2 separate regions of the Oryctolagus cuniculus genome follow, and region 1 is linked to region 2. A link is a contact called in public Hi-C data. All regions are on one chromosome and are shown on one strand. Each heading gives the region's core, a stretch centred on a gene start, on an enhancer-like site or on the middle of the called end of the contact. The rest is flanking DNA. Distances are from core to core; before and after follow the strand shown. Region 1 overlaps TMOD3 (tropomodulin 3). Region 2 has its middle 19 kb from the start of DMXL2.

Region 1 (5,754 bases), core at 1,566-4,065, 240 kb before region 2:
AGTATTTTGCGGCCACAGAAAGCAACAAAGGCCTGATACATGCCACAGCATCAATGAGCCTCCAGAGCATTATTCTGGGGAAAGAAGCCAGATACCAAGGACCACACATCATGTGATCTCAATTCATTAATATTCTACATACACCAAATGTCCTCTAATCTTTCAGCCCCTACCTTCCCAAAGGGCTCCTTGACAGCTTTCCTCCACGCCCTACACAGTGGTCTCACACATCGACTACTGCATAGCACTGACCTGATTGTCAATCTTGAGCTCTGACAGGGTTTCATTATCTTTTAAAGCATCAATCAGTGCCAGAATGCCAGTTCCTGTAATAAAGTTGGACTCCATATTTAAGCTCTTCAAAGTTTTGTTCACCGTCAGCATTTCTGCAAAAGCCTAGAAATTGAAGAAAATATTTCTAGATTAAAATTTTGGTAGTGCCTATCATATATTGTAAACAAAAATCATATATCATAAACAAAAAGAGTAATTACCAGAAGTTTCTCATAAGTCTGTTACAGCATCACACACCACCACCTTGGTTTCACAGGTCTACTCTTCCTGTGTACCCTGTCCCAATCTTTAGAGGTGTAATGCTCTGATGGTGACATTCTCTACTCCCACTCATGCTGGTTTTTTTTTTTTTCCAAAAATTATTAACTATTTGAAAGGTAGGGTGAAGGTGACACCCACACACCGAGAGAGGGAAGAGAGAGCGAGAGAGAGAGCGCGCGCTTCTATTTACTGGCTCACTCTCCAAATGGCTGAAAGGCTGGTCCAGGTTGAAGCCTGGAGCTCTATCCAGGTCTCCCTTGTGAGTGGCAGGGACTAAAGCACTTGAACCCTCATCTGGTGCTTCCCAGATGCATTAGCAGGGAGCTGGATCAGAAGTGGAGGAGCTGGGACTCAAACCAGCATTTCAATATGGGATGCCAGCCAGCATCACCACAAGGACGACTTAACCCACTGCACTGTAACATCCACCTCTATTCACATATGTTCATTCATACCCTACTTCATGCCTCTTTCTCCTACAGCTCTCACTTTCAGTTAGTAGGACTAACTTCATCAATGTCTCTGGAACATTTTTTTCTTATTTGAGTTCTGCTGCAACTGGGTTTCTGTGAAGTCAAAATGAGTCTAACTTATGGACTGATTTCCAGAGCAGGGACCAAAAGGAATGCCCAAGCCTGAAGGTCAGAAAAGGCCACAGATAACCAGAACCAGAATAGAAGGACTATGGAGAAGAGGCAACTAACTAAATATGAAATAAACCAAGGGACGGCATGACTTCAGTCTGCTTCCAGTATGTTTCCTCCAGATATGGTACAGGGCTAGGCATTTGAATCAGTAATTAATGAACATTATATTAATTAATTAACAGATACCACCAAGAGAGAAGAGGGAAAGGGAGGGGAGAGTAGGAAAAACAGAGAGGCAAAGAGAGGGGGAGGGAGAGAAAGAAGGGAAGACTGAGTTTGAGTTTATATAAAACAGCCCTTTTGAGGGATCAGAAGCAAGGTATTAACTTCCAGAAAATATGCATAAGATCAAGCCTAAAGTCAAGTTAAAGATGGGAGTAGGAGGAATGCAGGTATGTACACAAGTGTACTTGAAAATAAAATTTTATTCATTTATTTATTTGTTTGATAGGCAGTGTGAGAGGGAGAGACAGAGACAGACAGAAAATCTTCCACCCTTTGGTTCAATCCACAAATGCCTGTAATAGTCAGAGCCAGGCTAGGCTGAAGCTAGGAGTCAGGAACTCCATCTGGGTCTCCTGTGTGAGTGACTGGAACCCAAGTATATGGGTCATCATTGCTTCCTCCCAGGGTGTGCATTATCAGAAAGCTATATTGGGAAGCAGAAGCAGAACTCTATCCCAGGCACTCTGATACAGGAGATGGGTATGTCAAACAGCAGCTTAACCCACTGTGTCACAACACCCACCCCTAATCACCTGTAATTTCAACTGTGAACAACTAGCCATGTGGCCTGGAACAAATCCCTTATCCATCTGCACATACATTGATTAAATATTACTGAGGATTCAATAAGGACTATTCCAGAGACTCGGAAATAAAATAGACAGATCCTTACCTGATGAAACTTATATTCTGAGAGGGGACACAGCAACAAACAAGCAAGCAAAATGTAATGTTGCAAGGCCATTTGAGGAAGACCAAGACAGCAGTGTGGCTGGAGTACAATGACAGGCCAAGTAAAGGAGGTGACTTTCGCTCACATAAGGCCTTCTAAGGCCATTGAAAGATCTTTTTTACTCTTAGTGAGATAGGAAGCTGCTGGAGGGTTCTCAGGATGATGTGATTTATTAGTCTAAATTTCAAAATAATTACTGCTGATGCTGTGTGGAGAATTTGCTGCAGAGTGGGTGTAACAGAAGAGGACAGCTCACTAGGAGGCTCTTGTGGTACGGTGGTAAGGCCAGAGAAGACGGTGGTGCAGGTCCAGTGGGCAGTTGTGAAAATGGTGGACACTGGTTGGATTCTAGGAGTATTTTAGAGACTGAGCTGAATATATGTTTAAGCTTCTGAGAAAGGAAAGTCAAGGATGGGTCCTCTAAAAATATATATTTAACTTTAGTTAGAGACAGAGGGAGGGTGACAGCTCCTACCCACTGGTTCATTCCCTAAATAACCCCAATGACCAAGCTGGGCTGGGCAGAAGCCAGGAACTCAGTCCAGGTCTCCCACGTGGATGGCAATAACTCAGTCAGCTGAGACATCACCAATGCCTCCCAAGATGTGCTTCAGCATGAAGCTGAAACCAGGAGCCAGAGCTAAATAGCAAATCCAAGTACTCTGATATGGGTTATAGGAACCTGAACTGCGAGGTTAAACAGCTCACCGACATCCTCCGCAACCCAGCCCCAGCCTTTTTCTGCCTGAGCAGTAAGACGGGCTTTGCCATTTAGTGAGCTAGAAAAGAATATGAGAGAAGCAGGAACAGGACAGAAGTCAGGAGCTTGATGCGCGAGGTCTATCAGGTACCCAAAAAAAGCTATCGAGAGGTGGACATGACTACGGAGTTTAGGAGGGATGTACACACTGGAGATAATAACACCAGTCATCAGTATTTGCAGATAATACAAGAATACAGTAATGGAACAGAATGAGGTCAGCCAGGAAGTAAGTGTACACAGAGAAAAGCCCAGCACATTCTTTTTTTTTTTTTTTCTTTAAAGATTTATTTATTTCCTTGAAAGAGTTGCATAGAGAGAGGAAGAGGAGAGGCAGAGAGAGAAAAACAGAGAGGTCTTCCATCTGCTGGTTCACTCCCCAGATGGCCGCAACGGCTGGAGCTGTGCCAATCCGAAGCCAGGAGCAAAGAGCCAGGAGCCTTTCAGGGCCTCCCACGTGGGTGCGGGGGCCCAAGGACTTGGGCCATCTTCAACTGCTTTCTCAGGCCATAGTAGAGAGTGGGATCAGAAGTTGAGCAGCTTAGACTTGAACTGGCGCCCACATGGGATGCTGGCACTGTAGGCAGCAGCTTTACCCACTATGCCATAGCGCCAGTCCCCTCAGGCCATTCTAATGTCAGGAAATTGTAGAGATAAGGAGGAAACAGCACAGGGACCTGAGAAAAGCTGTCCAATGAGGTAGGAGGAAAACCTAAGGAAATTCATAGCCGAGTGAGGGAAAAGATTCATATGATTAAGTGGGATTTAGTCTAAGAATATAAGGATGCTTTAATATACAAAGATCATATTAATAGAATGAAGGGGGGAAAACACATGACCATTTCAATAGATGTTGAAAAGCATTTGACGAAAATCTAATACTACAGATTCATAAACAGGATTACTCCTCTGCAGATGCTAAAAGAATGTAGATCTCAGGGCTGGCGCTGTGGTGCAGCTGGTTAATGCCTTGGCCTGAAGCATCGGCATTCCATACGGGTGCTGGTTCGAGACCCGGCTGCTCTACTTCCAGTCCAGCTCTCTGCTATGGCCTGGGAAAGCAGTGGAAGATGGCCCAAGTCCTTGGGCCCCTGCACCCACATGGGAGACCCGGGGGAAGCTCTTGGCTCCTGATCAGCACAGCTCCGGCCGTTGTGGCCATCTGGGAAGTGAACCATTGGATGGAAGACCTCTCTCTCTCTCTCTCTCTTTCTCTCTCTGCCTCTCCTCTCTTTGTGTAACTCTGACTTTCGAAGAAATAAATAAATCTTAAAAAAAAAAAAAAAGAATGTAGAGCTCCATGTGCTGACATGAAAGATCTCTAAGACATATCATTAAGAAAAAATCAAGTTGCAGAACAGTAAACAGCGTATAATTACATTAATTTGTTTTGGAAAACTCAGTTATACCCATTTTAAAAATTCACAAGAAGGAAATACAGGGAAAAATAAACAAAAAAGGGCAGTAAATGATAGTGGGGAGTGAATATTGTTCATAAAATCACAACTTAGAGGGGGTGGCATTGTGGGTAGAGTAAGTTAAGCCACTGCCTGTGATACTGAATCCCAAACAGAGTGCCAGTTCCAGGGCTAGCTGCTCTGCTACTGATCCAGCTTCCTGCCAGTGTGCCAGGGAAGGCAACTAAAGATGGTCGGAGCCCCACCACCCACGTGGGAAATCAGGATGGAGTTCCAGGCTCTTGGCTTTGTTCAGCCTGGACCAGCCTCAGCACGTTGGAGCCATCTGGGGAGTGAATCAGTGGATGGAAATCTATTTTTGTCTCTCCTTCTCTGTCATTCTGCCTTTCAAATAAATAAAACCGATATTAAAAAACAAAATTAAAAAACCCCACAGTTTAACTACCAAGTTAACACACCCTGGTATGGAGGCACAATTTCAGTATTGTCAACAGTAGCTTACTTACAACAGCAACGGGGTCATTGCTCCGTGTGGCTGCAAGACTGAAACACTGCACATGTGTGTTGGTTTCCAAAGCCTTTGCAAAATCTTTTAGGGTTGGAATTGGGATATTCTTTAAAGACAACAATATAAAACATCATTACATTTTAGTTTTCAGGAAATTTAGCCCATCATTTAAATATATTTGTTCTTATTTGTTTTCAAATGTACACAGAATTATATAAGTATACAACAGTTAGTCTACAAATGAAAAAAAAAAAACAAACCCATAGCTGCCTCCATATCTACTTGAATTCTCTGTTATGGCACATTTGCACAAATGATTGACTCAGAGCACAGCACATATCACCATTTCTCTAGCAGTTTGGTTAAAGAAACTCTCCATATTCTACTTTAAATTATCCTTATTATATGAAGGCAACTGTTCATTCCAAGTGAATTCACTTTCCTGCAAAGAGGGAGATGTGGGAGTCTACCTCTAATGAGCATGATTCTGGCAGATGACAGTGTTCTCAGTCACTTCATAAGCTACAAAGTATTAAGAGAGAGTAACTCTGAAGTACTTGAAAGAGGAAAAATAGTTACAGGAGGCACTGATATCTTCCTTTAATACCTAAGACTTCATTTCCCAATAGCCTGGTTATTTTTAGATCACTATTGTTTATTCACAATGATAAACAGGAACTGAACTAAAACAAAAAATATTAGTTATCAGCTAAGGACATCAGCATATCAGCACTCTTCCCTCCACTCACATGAAGGAGCACAGAGGTTGTCTCTCCTAGGTTCAGAATCTTCCAACCCCAATTCAGATAGGTCAAGATTTAAAATGAGGAATGGCTAATACTCAAGAGGTACTGAGTTCACTCTTTGATAATTAATTACTGCTATGCCCTAACTCCAAGGAAGTAATG
Region 2 (5,727 bases), core at 1,550-4,049:
TGGGGCTCTTTTCTGATTCCAGCTTCTGCTAATACACTCCCTGAGAGGCAGCAGATGATGGTTCAAGTACGTAGATCCTTGTCACTCATGTGGGAGACCCTGACTGAATTCTAGGCTCCCAGCTTCAGTCTGGCCCAGCCCCAGCCAGGCCCAGCATTTGTTGTCCTGGACATTTGCAGAATGAACCAGCAGATGGCAGGTCTCGGACTTGTTGTCTCTGTCCCTCTGCCTTTCAAATAAAATTTTAAGCATGTTTTAAAATATACAGTGACAAGGAATGATTATGGTATGTTTTTGAGTGAAAAATGCACATCACAAAGTAGCATATATCACACACAGCTAAAAGACTACAAGGCTGTAGGTGAAAATATTAATGATAATTAACACGTTTGGAACTCACTATGTGCTAGGCACTTTATTTATTTTTTAAAAAGATTTATTTTATTTATTTGAAAGACAGAATTACAGAGGGAGGTAGAACCAGAGAGGGGAGAAGTCTTCCATCCGCTGGCTCACTCCCCAGATGACTGCAACGGCCGAAGCTGTGCCGATCCGAAGCCAGAAGCCAGTTCTTTCCGGGTCTCCCGCGTGGGTGCAGGGGCCCAAGGACTTGGGCCATCTTCTACTGCTTTCCCAGGCCATAGCAGAGAAATGGATTGGAAGTGGAGCAGCCGGGACTTGAACCAGAACCATATGGGATACTGGCGCCGAAGGCTGGGCCTGTAACCTGCTGCACCACAGCACCAGCCATGCTGAGCACTTTATATAGCCATGGGGAAACTGCCTAGTCCTCTCATCTTCAGTTTTATCCCTTTTTTCCCCAATGATTTATTTATTTAGTTAGTTGAAACATGGAGTTACACACACATGCATGTACACCCACACACAGAGATAGAGAGAGAGAGATCTTTGATCTGCTGGTTTTTCTCTCCAGATGGCCACAACAGCCAGGTCTGGGCCAGACCAAAGCCAGGAACCAGGAGCCAAGAGCCAGGAACTCCATCTGGTCTCCTGGATGGGTATAGGGGCCCAATGTCTCAGGCCATCCTCTGCAGCCTTCCAGGGAGCATTAGCAAGGAGTTGAATCAAAAGCAAAGTAGTCAGGACTGGAACTGGCACTGTAATATGGGATGCCAGCTTCATAAGCAGTGGGTTAACCTGCTACGCCACAACGTTGGCCCTTCCAATTTAGTGCTTCTAATGTTTCCCTATGCTTTCATTTCTAGACTTTCTGGGGCCCTGAGTCTCTTTGAAAATCTGGTCAAGCATGCAGAGGATATTCTTAAATACATAAAATGTAATATAAACAGGAAACTAATTATAATGACATAGTCAATAATGTCTAAAAAGTGATATTATATACTTATTTCTTTATTAATACATTCAATGACAAGTTATAGCAGAATGTCTAATAATTGCTAAGCAATTCATAAATGATATTTTGAGATACTTTCAACAATTATAAGATTTGTGCTTTACGTTGGTGACAAAGTCACGGACACTTAAATATTGCTGTGTTTTGTTGGTATCTGTAATTTGTTGGTATCTGTAACATGAAGTACATGTTAAATTGCAGCTAAAGCTAGAGAAGATGAAGATGTATTTTTTCCCCTATTCATGAGATGTAGGGTAGGAATGCCTGCCCTGCAGTCTATTGTCCAGGCAATTCATCGTAGTCATTTCTCTTCCAATCCCTTAAACGGTTTTCTGTCTCACACCAAATTCACAGTCCAGGGTGCATATTTGGTCTTGAGGTTAAGATGCTGGTTAAGAAGCCTGAATCCTCTATCAGAGTTCCTGGGTGAGAGTCTTGGCTCTGCTCCAGATTCTTGCTTCCTGCTAGTGTGCATCCTGAGAGGGGGCAGGTGATAGCTCCCAGCCATCGGAGACTGAGCTCCCTGCCCTTGGCTTCACCCTGGCCCGGCCCTGGCTGCCATGGCTATTTAGAGAGTAAACCAGGAGAGGGGAGCTCTCGGTTTTCCGAATAAACAAATAGTCTTATTTTTTAAAAAATTAAATTTTACAATCTTTACCCCAAGAAGATCTGGTCAGAATTTCCTCTTTTGATTTCATTTTTGACCAGTCTACTCCCTACTCTCTGCTAACCACACTGGCTTCTGTGCAGTTAGTTCTTTGTATACAAACCAACTGCAGACCTGACTCAGGGCCTTTGCTCTTGCCATTATCTCTGCCAGGATATTGATGGGGCTCCCTTGCTCCCTTACACCAAGGGTCAATAGACATTTTCCTTAAAGGGCCAGGTGGTAAAAATGTTAGGTTTGGTGGGCTATATGGTCTCTCTTGCAGCTACTCAACTTTCCTGTGATGGTGCAAAAACTCCTGTAGATGACAAAGAAATGGATGGGTATGGATGTGCTCCAATAAAACTTTATTTGAAACTGAAATTTGAGTTGTGTGTAATTCACAAGTCATGAAATCTTATTCTTTTAAAAAAAATTTTTCAACCATGTGAAAGTGTAAAACCATTTCCAGCTCTTGAGCCATACACGAGGAGGTGACAAATCCAATTTGGCATACTGTCCTCAGTTGGCCAGCTCCTGCCTCTTATCATGCAGGTCTGTGTTCAAATGTGCTGTTTGGAGAGGTCTTCCCTAGCCACGCTCTCCCAAAAGCCCTTCCCTTCCTGTCCCTCTCAATTCCTGTACCTTGCTGTACTGTACTTCGCTGAATGGTACCAGAGTTGGAATATTATTCTTCATTTGCTTATTTTCTGCTGGATTGTAAGTGCCATGAGGCAGGACCTGAGTCATTCCCTCTGCTGCTACACCCCCACGAGGGTGAGTGTGCTGGCACAGAGTAAACGCTCAAACACATGTTGAGTGAGTACATTAGTGCTAGTCAGCTCTCTGCGAATTTACTCATTCCAACTAGACTTTCCCTTGAATTGTGGTGGCCAGAATTAAAGACTAGTCCTCAGATACAGCCTGAATCAATGCAGAGTAAAAGAGAATCACGCTTCTTTCTAGTAATGCAGTAGGTTTCACAGCATTTTAGATTCAAATTGGAGTTATGACAAACCAGATGCTTCTAAACCTGGCCTCGTGATTGAGGTTTTCTGAACCTATATTTAATTCTCCATATTTACATTGTGGGTTTGGTTTTGTGCTCCAGTCTGTTTAAGTTATTTTGAATTTTGCTTCTGTTAGCTTCCGCATCTACCAGCCCTGCCATCTATAGAGGAGTCCATTACAACTTCAGTGTCTGTCCGAGCTCTTCAGATGCAAGGAGAGTGGAGATTGACTCCAGGTGACTCCTCCCTGTGTCTTGTGTGCCATTAATCCACACTGGAGGTCAAGTCCTGAACGTGATCCATTAGGTCAATAAAGAGTTTCAGCAAGAGCAAAATGTGCACTCACTGTTAAGTCTTTTCACTTTTCTCGTTGCTACTCTCTGTGACCAACATTACTGTGCAGCACCATATTTTCTTTACTTTTGTAATTGGTCCATTTTTCTGTTCAAAATGTTGTTGTGTATCTCCAGTATGGAAAAAAATCAAAAAGTCCCCACTCCTTTATAGGGGTAACGGCAGTAAATAGGCAATAATGGCTACTTTTACTGAGCAACTCCTGTGTGTTCCATCTTCAATACAGACATATTATTATACTTAGTCCATATGATCACATTTTTAGCACTGTAGTTTCATTTTCATTATTCACAGAAGACACTGAAGATCAGAGATATCAACTATATACATTTACAAGGTGGGTAACTGGCGAAACAGCTTCTCTTTGACAGTCTGTGTTCTATTCTTCATGTTATGTGCATGAAGTAGGTTCTGTCCTATTCATAAGATCATTGGTTCTTTAACATCTCAGTCTTGAAACACAGAAAAGTAGACTATTAGGGAGATAGAATTTAATAAGGGAAATGATTTGATAAGAAAAACCAATTATTGGATAATATCATGGGACAGGATAAGATCTGATCTTTTTTTTTTTTTTTTTTTTTTTTTTTGACAGGCAGAGTGGACAGTGAGAGAGACAGAGAGAAAGGTCTTCCTTTTGCCGTTGGCTTACCCTCCAATGGCCGCCACGGCTGGTGCGCTGCAGCCGGCGCACGACGCTGATCCGAAGGCAGGAGCCAGGTGCTTCTCCTGGTCTCCCATGGGGTGTAGGGCCCAAGCACTTGGGCCATCCTCCACTGGACTCCTTGGCCACAGCAGAGAGCTGGCCTGGAAGAGGGGCAACTGGGACAGAATCCGGCGCCCCGACCAGGACTAGAACCCGGTGTGCCGGCACCGCAAGGCGGAGGATTAGCCTAGTGAGCCGCGGCACCAGCAAGATCTGATCTTGCTTAGAGGGGCGTGGAAGTAGTCATCACACCCATTAAAGCCACTGGGTTCAAGCCCAGAGAGGTCTTAAAAATAATAGAGCCGGCGCTGTGGCTCAATAGGCTAATCCTCCACCTTGCGGCGCCGGCACACCGGGTTCTAGTCCCTGTTGGGGCGCCAGATTCTGTCCCGGTTGCCCCTCTTCCAGGCCAGCTCTCTGCTATGGCCAGGGAGTGCAGTGGAGGATGGCCCAGGTGCTTGGGCCCTGCACCCCATGGGAGACCAGGAAAAGCACCTGGATCCTGGCTCCTGCCATCGGATCAGCGCGGTGCGCCGGCTGCAGCGGCGGCCATTGGAGGGTGATCCAACGGCAAAGGAAGACCTTTCTCTCTCTGTCTCTCTCTTTCACTGTCCACTCTGCCTGTCAAAAAAAAAAAAAAAATTGAATAAGACAAGGTCATTGAAGACTGTCGCTCCCCGTCTTCATGGAGGAACGACACAGGACCCTGCGCTGTTCTTTTGTCTGCTCGGCCCTCCCTGGGTTTGTTGCTGGTTCTTCCCGGGTTGGCTACCGACCCTTCCACCTCCGTGGAAGGGCGGTTCCCCCTGCCACTTTCCCCACTTCCGCGGGGGAGTGGCACACCGCCGGCCGGCTCTCTCGGGGGCTGCACAGGTGTTCCCTCAGATGTTCCCCTTAGATGTTCCTGGTGCATGTTGTCTCTCTCCTCCTTTATAGTCCTCTTCCACCAATCCCAACTCTGCTACCCACACGCCGAGTACGCTGCTCTCCTCCAATCAGGAGTAGGTCCTACAGTTTATTGGTTGAACTGGAGGCAGCTGTGTAGAAGCTGTTTCTCCCTTCTCAGCGCCATATTGTGGGAGAGCAGATGCATAGAATAAGTTTTAATTCCAGTAACTTAGTCTAGTCCGAGTTGCTCCCCACAGAAGACCCAACCTCCTATGGATCTCACTTGGTGATGTGATAGTTGCTGGATTTCTGGGTTTCAGATATGTAAAAACAATAAATAAAAGAGTGGGGAAAGAAGTAGAAGTGGGTTGTCAACTCTATTTTGTACAGTAAGGTGGTTAACAGAAAGACACTACCTCAACTATAACCTTTATTTCCTTGCAGATAAGACATTTTAAGATCCCCTCCCCCCATACAAGAAGTACAGGATTTGTAGTCAAAGCATCCTTCCAGAGAAAGAATAGTTGGTAACTTTTCTTTGCATATGTATTCTATGTTGTCATTTTTCTCATGTTTGCTTAGATGGGAGAACTCTGTCTTTTAGGAATTCTGAACTAGGGCCATATCATTCCCAGAAATGACTCTTTTATAAATTACAATTGTGCCAGGAAAATGGAACAGTATATACATAAAGATGATTACTCTCACTTTGAACATAGGTCTTTAATTTTAAAAAATGCTGAGTGAT

Evidence for each region. Hi-C and Micro-C count contacts between places; a contact is called where the count stands out from the background.
Region 1: a Hi-C map of psoas muscle shows a contact between it and region 2, with 6 times the contacts expected there. The contact joins two enhancer-like sites. A contact is called at or near these places in 2 of 6 Hi-C or Micro-C datasets (psoas muscle and an unstated tissue).

Annotation. Positions count from the first base shown.
Region 1 is chr12:74,587,567-74,593,320 of mOryCun1.1, reverse strand. It overlaps TMOD3 (tropomodulin 3), which reads right to left. Exons shown (of 11, transcript XM_008268998.4): 8 at 4,845-4,952; 9 at 253-396. Among named protein-coding and RNA genes, the nearest start is that of TMOD3, 60 kb to the right of the region's middle. Within about 2 kb of position 2,815, at least 1 of the 8 cell types and tissues checked has an H3K27ac peak or open chromatin away from gene starts, as enhancers often do.
Region 2 is chr12:74,352,398-74,358,124 of mOryCun1.1, reverse strand. No RefSeq gene overlaps it. Among named protein-coding and RNA genes, the nearest start is that of DMXL2, 19 kb to the right of the region's middle. Within about 2 kb of position 2,799, at least 1 of the 8 cell types and tissues checked has an H3K27ac peak or open chromatin away from gene starts, as enhancers often do.